Regions from separate parts of the Oryctolagus cuniculus genome. Here regions 2 and 3 are each linked to region 1. A link is a contact called in public Micro-C data. All regions are on one chromosome and are shown on one strand. The core of a region is the stretch at or near the end of the contact, and the rest is flanking DNA. Distances in the headings are between cores, read along the strand shown.

Evidence for each region. A called contact is a pair of places that touch in the nucleus more often than the background predicts.
Region 2: a contact with region 1 is called in a Micro-C map of ear pinna, with 9 times the contacts expected there. The contact joins the promoter of FAM136A here to the promoter of MXD1 in region 1. A contact is called at or near these places in 4 of 6 Hi-C or Micro-C datasets (ear pinna, embryonic fibroblasts, psoas muscle and 1 more).
Region 3: a contact with region 1 is called in a Micro-C map of ear pinna, with 2.3 times the contacts expected there. The contact joins the promoter of TIA1 here to the promoter of MXD1 in region 1. A contact is called at or near these places in 2 of 6 Hi-C or Micro-C datasets (ear pinna and an unstated tissue).

Annotation. Positions count from the first base shown.
Region 1 is chr2:132,765,524-132,768,216 of mOryCun1.1, reverse strand. It overlaps MXD1 (MAX dimerization protein 1), which reads left to right and starts at 1,372. Exons shown (of 6, transcript XM_051842827.2): 1 at 1,372-1,994.
Region 2 is chr2:132,383,607-132,386,299 of mOryCun1.1, reverse strand. It overlaps FAM136A (family with sequence similarity 136 member A), which reads right to left and starts at 1,367. Exons shown (of 3, transcript XM_051842802.2): 1 at 1,205-1,367; 2 at 312-452. The coding sequence starts at 1,291.
Region 3 is chr2:132,436,760-132,439,452 of mOryCun1.1, reverse strand. It overlaps TIA1 (TIA1 cytotoxic granule associated RNA binding protein), which reads right to left and starts at 1,377. Exons shown (of 12, transcript XM_008254288.4): 1 at 1,075-1,377. The coding sequence starts at 1,100. TRNAG-CCC (transfer RNA glycine (anticodon CCC)) reads right to left here and starts at 1,705; the gene lies at 1,635-1,705.

The sequences.
Region 1 (2,693 bases), core at 123-2,622:
TTCCAGGGGAAGGGGTCATGATATTGAAATAGAAGTGAGCTAAAGAATTGAGAGTAAAAGGGTAAAGAGTTATATGCAATGTTCAGAGCAAAAATTGAAAAATAAAGGCATACAAAATCCAAGATGTTAATATAATGAAGTATTTTTAGTATTATCACTTTGGCTACTTTAGAAGACTGCAGCCATTTTATTACAGCATTCGAATTTATTTTACAAATAACATACAGGCCGGCGCCGCGGCTCACCTGGCTAATCGGCTAATCCTCTGCCTGCGGCGCCAGAACCCCGGGTTCTAGTCCCTGTCAGGGTGCTGGAGTCTATCCCAGTTGCGCCTCTTCCAGTCCAGCTCTCTGCTGTGGCCCGGGAAGGCAGTGGAGGATGGCCCAAGTGCTTGGGCCCTGCACCCGCATGGGAGACCAGGAGGAAACTCTTGGTTCCTGGCTTGGTGCAGCATGCTGGCCGCCGCAAGCCGGCTGTAGCTGCCCTTTGGGGGGTGAAGCAACAGAAAAAGGAAGATCTTTCTCTCTGTCTAACTCTGCCTGTCAAAAATTTTTAAAAATCAAAATTAATTTAAAAAAAATAAATAACATACAATTATGAACATAGTCAAACTGTTTATATCCCCATTACCTTTTCCAACTGTTTATTGCCTCTTGAAAACCTTCACCTTCAATGTATTTATCGAATTAATATGTTCATGAAGAAACAACTTTTACACTGAATTAACCATTAAGACCAAAAGACGTGTTTTCTATGTGTCAAGCATGGTTTGCTACATGTTTTCTACTTACTGTTGCCTAATTTTAATGGATTCATAATCCATTTAAAAAACCCCACCCTGATTACATTTATATATTTGCCATTCTTTCATCCAGTGTTTTAGTTGGCATTTTGTGACTCAGTCTTGAAATCTGTGTAATGTACCACCACCCCGGGAGGATTGGTGGCTTGGGCCCTGGGTAATTCTCATCTCTGCAGGTGAATGGATGACCTGGAATTCCACTTCTGGGTCTTTTCTACATGTGCAGAATGTGGATAATTAACACAGATCGCATGACAGAGGCGAATTACATAGTAAGCCGTTGTTACATATAGACAAGAACCTTTTTACAAAAAGAAACATATTCATGCTTCACTTCTGTTTTGGGGATCCTCAGCTTGCCAAAAGCGTTATTTCCACTTTTTAAATTGGAGATATCAGTATGTTAATGTAACCTGGGTCTCTAGCTAGCTTTCATTTCAGAATTCTTGATGGGTTTACAGAGCGATCCTTAAGCTTTTTAGTTCTTAATGTGTAATATTCTGTTAAGCATTTATATTGGCACCACCCCACACCCTTTGTAGCCGTCTTGAAAAGGCAGTATTCTTTTTAACGTTTTCATCTGAAATTGAGAGAAAAGACTCTATAAGAGATTTGGGTCAAAGAATCCTGGGGCTTCCGCGTTATCTGTAGGTCCAGGGAGTTCCTGAGCTTTTGAAACCCACTCATAACGCGCTTCCCGGGATGGAAAAGGCGCCTCTGGAGAGGAGCGCCACGCTGCGCGCCCGCCCCAGCGCGCTCTCCCCTCCTGCCCACAGCCACGTGGCGCCCACGGGCCGGCCACCCGCTGAGCCGCCGGCGCCGCTCTTCCTTCCGCAGGATTCACAGCAGGGTCCTCGGCCGCTGGATCCCTGTCTAGGGGAACCCGGAACCTCCCAGACTTCGGCCACCAGGCCCAGGGCTCCGGCCCCGAACCCCAAAGGACAGAGAGCCCAGGCGACGCGAAGTGCCAGCCTTCCATTCGAGGGACGCCCGGCAGGTCCCGGAAGTTTTCCCCGGAGACAGATCTAGGCAACAGGTCCGAGGCGGGGCCGGGCAGAACCGAGCACGGCGGCGGCCGGTGAGTCAGGGCCGCCCGGCTCCCGGCCGGCCCTCCCAGCCAATGCCAGACCTGGGGATGTGCAGCCGGGCTGCTGACCGTCGGCCACTCAGGGCTCGCCGGGCCTGGAGAAAGGTGACATCATCGTAGCTGGGAGGTGTCCGAAGGCTGCACCAATGGGAGACAGGCGAAGAGGCTTGCTTTTTACAGCTCTTGGCCAATACTAACAAAGCAAAAGGGGGCCCGGTTGTCGGTATAGAACCAATGGAAAACAAGGAAGGGGCACGAGGCGGAGTTGCGAATCCTGTCACCAATTGGAGAGAGGGGGTGGTGCCCGGTTCTTGTCAAGAGCGGCCAACCAGCGAGAGGAGCGGACTTTGGGGGGCGGGGCCGTGAAGCCCTTCCCCAATCGCACGAGTGTAGGGGCGGGGCAGTCTTTGGAGTGTCCAATGAGGGAAGCAGCCGAAGCGGGCCTGTCAAGAGAAGGGGCTGGGGGCGGGGGGATGGTGAGTCGGGGATAAACACTCCGCGGCGGTGGCGGCTGCTGCTCTGTCAGGGTTCTGTCACGGTGTCGGTGGTGCCCAGCTCACTGACCCCCTCCCCCTCCCGGCGAGCGTGGTCGCCAGAGAGGCTCCTTCAGCCCTGCTCTGCGGGGTCCATAGCGGGGCGCGGGTGTCCGGCGGCGGCGGCGGCGAGCCCGTGGGCAGTGGGGGTTGGTCCCGTGGCTCCGGCCCCCGGTGCAGAATGGCGGCGGCGGTTCGGATGAACATCCAGATGCTGCTGGAGGCGGCCGACTATCTGGAGCGGCGAGAGAGAGGTGCACGGGGACGGGAG
Region 2 (2,693 bases), core at 118-2,617, 380 kb after region 1:
GGTAGACTTCTCTCTCTCTCTAACTCTTTCAAATCAATCTTAAAAAAAAAGAAAGAAAGAAAAAAAAAAAAAGGAAAAGCATCAGGGCTCTGGGTCCTGAATGCCTCTGCTAACTCCCTTTTACATCATTGTCTCTATGAGAAAGTACGGTTCAACCTACAGCACTCAAGTTCCAGAATCCTAAGCCCTGTGAAGGCTGGTAGGCCATTAGACTCCCACAAATGTTAACGCAGCTAAGCTCTGCTAAAGCTTGTCATCACCTGCGAGAGGGCACAGCAAGGGCCAGGGCCCCCGTTTGGGGTGTTTCTCACCTGGAACTTCTCCAGCTCGCTCGTCACCAAGGCCTGGGCCTGAGCCAGAGGCATGTGGCAGCGTTCGATGCACTGGTGCACCTGCTGCATGGACGCCCGGCTGTCCTCGCAGCAGCCGGCACTGCACTGGAACATGAGGCCCTGCGGAGGGAGGACAGGATGACCAAGGAGCGCTTGCAGGTCAGGAGGCCTACTCTCTACCTGTGCTCCCTCTCCTCGGGACAGGCGGCAGGCCCTTCCAGCCTCGACCTGGGGAAACCATCTCTGGAGACCGGCAGGGTGCGTCTGGCCTCCCAGCCACTGCTAGCTCACTGGCACTTGTTGCATCTGTGGCGGGGACGCTGGGACGGGTCAGACGGAGCCAGGCTCTGAAAGCCGGCTGCCGACGCCGCAGGGTTCAGAGGTCGGCCCCCGACCCAGGGGTACGACAACGTGGTGAGGGTGGCGGGCCCAACACCCTCACACTTTCAGGGGGCCGCGGGAGGAGGGCACACAACCAGGCCATCTGGGTGGGCCCGGAGCTTTCACCTTTTTGGTTTATCACCTTGGCCGTGCCCTTTCCCGGCCTCGGGTCGCTCACCCGAGGGAGGGACCGCGCGCTCGAGGCGGGTGGGGTGGACGCAGGCCTCACACCGGGCTTTCAACTCCGTCCCGCGGACACCCTCCTCCCCGGGGCGGAAAAACGGCCGCGCGCACGGATTTCACCCGACCAGCCCGAGCGCCGCCCGTTTTCGAGGAAGGGGCTCTCTTCCGGGGTCGCCACAGCGACCCCAAGGACGCCCAGCCCAGACCGGGTCCGCGGTGCCCGGCATCGCGCGGTGGCCGAGGGAAGGGTCCAGGAAGGAGTCCAGGCGGCGGGATGGGGGAGTCCGACTCGGCCCGCGCCTCGCTACCTGCATCTTACGGATGTTCTCCCTCTCCAGATTCTTCACCATGGAGTCCACCGCCTCCTGCAGCCGGAGCTGCTGCAGCTCCGCCATGGCGACCCCGCGCTGCGCTGCGCTGCACGGGCGCCCGCATGGACCCGGCGCTCGGGCCCGCCCCCTGCCGCCGCTTCCCGGCTGGCCGCGCGGCCGGCGCTTCTCGGCCCACGCCGCCGCCTGGCGTCCGAGCGGAGGAACTGCACGCGTCCTGCTTTGCTGGCGGCGCGGCGGGCCTGGGGACGCTGGCGGTGCGCTCCGGTCCCGGGGGGCCGCGCGCGACTTCGGGAGCCCAGCGCCGCGGGGCTGTGCGGCTGAGGCGAGCGCGGCCTGCCTCGCTTCCTCCCCTCCCTTCCTTCCCCCCTCCGTCTCCCTTCCTGACAATTCCGTGAGGACGTTTTTATGTAATTAAGATGCAGGTGGATGCGCGATCGAGGAGTGCAGCCTGATGCGTTCTTCAAACCTCGCCCTTTCCTGGTCATCGCTGCCCCTTCTCTCCCTCTCCCTCCACCTGACCCACCGATGTGCTCCCAGCCACTATAGGCTGCATCCCCCCTTGTGGAATTTCACAGACCCCCGTGTGACTATTTGGGAGGTGCTCCTTTCCACCCCTGGCTTCTTTCCCTCCGCGTCCTGCGTTTGAGGCTGGGTGAGCAGGACACAGACGGGGGTCCTGTCGTTGGAGCTTGGCAATTCCCGCCAGTGGCCACTAGATGGCAGGAGAACTCCGGCTCGAGGCAGCCGGGCGCTGGGTTCCACCCTGGGACCTGGGGGCAAGGCGGTGGTCTGCCACCCCAAGGCGCGCTCTCACGCAAGCGCCGGTGACTCGCTGGAAACCCCTGCTCGGAACCAGCACGTCCTTCCCGCTTCAGGTCAGCGTCAGGCGGCTCCCAGCGGCAGCGGGGTGCCGTTTGAACTGCTGTACCGGGATTAACTCATTTAATGCCCCCAATAATCCCTTGAGGTTGGCACTTTGCTATCCACTCTTCTCCCAGGAAACAGACACCGAGGGAGGGGCCGCCACTTGCCAAAGTGCACGGTTCGAAACTGGTGGAGCAAGGCTTTCCAATCCGATCCTGGGCAGCTGGCTCCCTCCCGTGGCGGCGGAAACGGCTGTGGTCCACTTGACGTTTGTCTTCACATCCCCTCGTGCCACGGGTTTGTTGTTTGTAGCACAATGTTAGAGTAAATCCCTTGTTTTGCCCCTTATTCCTAAGATGTCAGGCCCAATTTCTCCAGTAGGCCCTCTGTGTAGGCCCCGCTAGTCACGCTGACCTGAGGTTCGACGCCCGTAAGGCGGCCTTGCTGGTTCACGTGCACAAAGTGAGTGGCTCTTCCGCAGTTAAGAATAGCGAGTCCCGACTTCAGCTGGCTTTGGAAGTGGAGTTGGACCGCATGGGAGGAAGCTCACATACCTGCTCCTGTTGCTGTCTGGGTACTCGGGGAGCTGGAGATGGGATTT
Region 3 (2,693 bases), core at 128-2,627, 330 kb after region 1:
AAAAAGCTAGTCAAGAACCCACTGAAAAGTAACTATGAGATGATACACAGCAATGTTTCTCTACAGTAACATTTTAACTATATGAATCCAATAATATCACTGTAGACCTCAGATATACACAGTAAAATGTATTTTAAACAAACCAAAACCCCCACTGAGCTTTTTTTTTTTTTTTTAAGAGAAATGCAACAAAGGCAGGATCACTCTTCCAATAGTGCTTAGAAAAACAAAGAGGCAGGGGGAGGGGGAGGGCTATAAGACAAATAGCCCAAACTCAGGTCCTGTAACACTAATTCTAGAAATCCCCGGACCTGACTATTCATTAACTGTTGCTTCACAAAAAACCGCCCGTTCTCTCCGCCACATGTCAATGCCAGCAGGAGCAGGCGACGGTGGAAACGAGTTAATCCACTCCCTGGGGCCGGGGAGGGGGGGTCCATTTTTAAAAAAGCAGTTTCAAAATCCTTGGGGCGTCCAGTTCGGCTTTTTGGTCGGGGGTGCTACGGAAGGAAAGCCAGCGAGTGGTTAACGACGGAGATTTGGCTTTTGTCCAGTTGGCAACCGCCAGAATAAAGTTTACTTCACTAAAAAGGAACACGAGCAGCCGCGAGAATAAAAGATCCTATCAACGAGAACGTGAAAGGCAGAGTTTCGGGCGGAGGACCAAAGTAAAATCAGAGAGGACTGTAAAGATAGAGAATCATCAAGAAACAGAAACAGGACGGGGCGGGAAAAAGAGAAGGAAGAGAACGAGTCGAAAGGGAGGTCTGCCGAGTTCGAAGAAGGGGTTTGAATGAAAAAGTCTCTGCTCCAGGTCTGAGCCGGCGAGGGGCCGTGCCCCGCGGCGGTGCAGTTCAGACCCAGCGGCTCACTCGCAGGGCTGACCCCTCGCCCTCCGCATCGTCCGCTCACAGCCCGGGTCTCCGTCCTAAGCAGCCAGGTGTGCGCTAAGGAGACGGAAAGCGCGATCTCGCGGCGGCCACGGAGAACAATAGGCGGGGCAGCGGCGCGGGGCCGAGGCCTCCTTCCGGGACGACCACCATCCCGCCTCCCTCATCGCTGCCCCAGACTCACAGAGTCTTGGGCATCTCGTCCTCCATGGCTGCTGCTGTCGCGGCGGCGCCTCCAGGTCCAGCTCCCTGCCCTTTACTACCTCCCAACTCCTTTGGGCAGCTATGGCTGCGGAATAGCAGGGTTTCTTCGTGGACTAGAGGTTACTCCGCCTCCTCCCGTGGCGGCGACTACACTCGACCGCCTGGCCCAGCGCGAACAATGAAGCCCCGATACAAGATGGCGGCCAGCCGGGAGCCCTGGGGCCGCCAGCGGAGTGACCCCGGCCGCGCAGGCGCAGAGTAACTTTGCATGCTCAACCTCCCGGCTGCAAGGCTATCCCTCCTTCCATAGGTTCACTTGTTGCGCAGCCGCTCTTCCACTGACTTGAGGCATGCCGCGGACTGCGCAGTGGCAAGGGTTAAGGGAGCTTGCCTAAACTTTTGTCTGCCGTCTCGCTCCTAAGGTTTTAATAGTGAATTCTAATGAAATAGAAACTTACAGAGAAGGTAAATGACCGCAATATTTCCATCAGCAGGATTCGTCATGACTGTTCAATCAACTCATTGAGAGCAAAATATCTGTGCGCCGCCCGGGAATCGAACCCGGGTCGCAAGAATGGGAATCTTGCATGATACCACTACACCAGCGGCGCTGTTGGAAGAAAGGCTCACAAGAAACTCTTATGAGAAAATTTAAGCAGCTGTTCTCTCCGACGCCAGGATGGATTTTATATTCATTTACTCCTAGAAAATGAAAATTTGACAGTGTATGATCTTCTACTTTTCAGCGATACAAGAAACTATCCTTTTTTCATCCCAATACAGTTGAATACATGTTTCTACTTTTTAAGCGCAGAAAAAGCTCAATTAATTTTTTTTACTTAAAAGGAAGAATTTAGTTAAGAAGTGTTTGCCTTGTTAGAGCTAAAATCAAATTTTTGAGAGCCAGAAAAATATTTCCAGGTAAAGGGTATTTCTTTATATTTGCATTTCTTTGGTATAATCAATGTACCTTGAAAAACATTTTAAGAAACAGTTGTTGAATGCAAACAGGTCACAATAATCTTAAAAGTAAATGAAAATACATAAGCTTCAGTCCTCTTTTAGGAACTAGAAAATTTAGGGCTCTAAAATGTGGTTCAGTGTACTCATTGTGCATTTCACATTGCATTTTATAAGTTACAAGAAATATTATTTTCAAAACAAAGGAGAATTTACACATCCGAAAAGAGGGAATTTACAAATTCCTCTTCAAAGTAGTGATACATTTTGGATTTCTATTTTTGGAAATTATCTTTAGTCTTTGAATATTTCAATTTATATTATATTATATTATATTATATTATATTATATTATATTATATTCAAAGATATGAAATATTCATCTCTTGAACATGAATAAGACACATTTTAATAATTAAGGGTATTTTTAACACCTACTTGAGATACTCATTTAAGTTTTAATTCACAGTTTACTCACAGAGGTGTTCACCCATCACCACAATTAATTTCCAAAAAGGAAACCCTTACTAATTAGCCGTTGCTGCCTTTTTCCCATTCCATGCCACTCCCCGTCTCATCTTTCTATTCGCATAGATTTGCCCATTTTGACATTTCCTGGAATCACACAGGTGACTGGTTT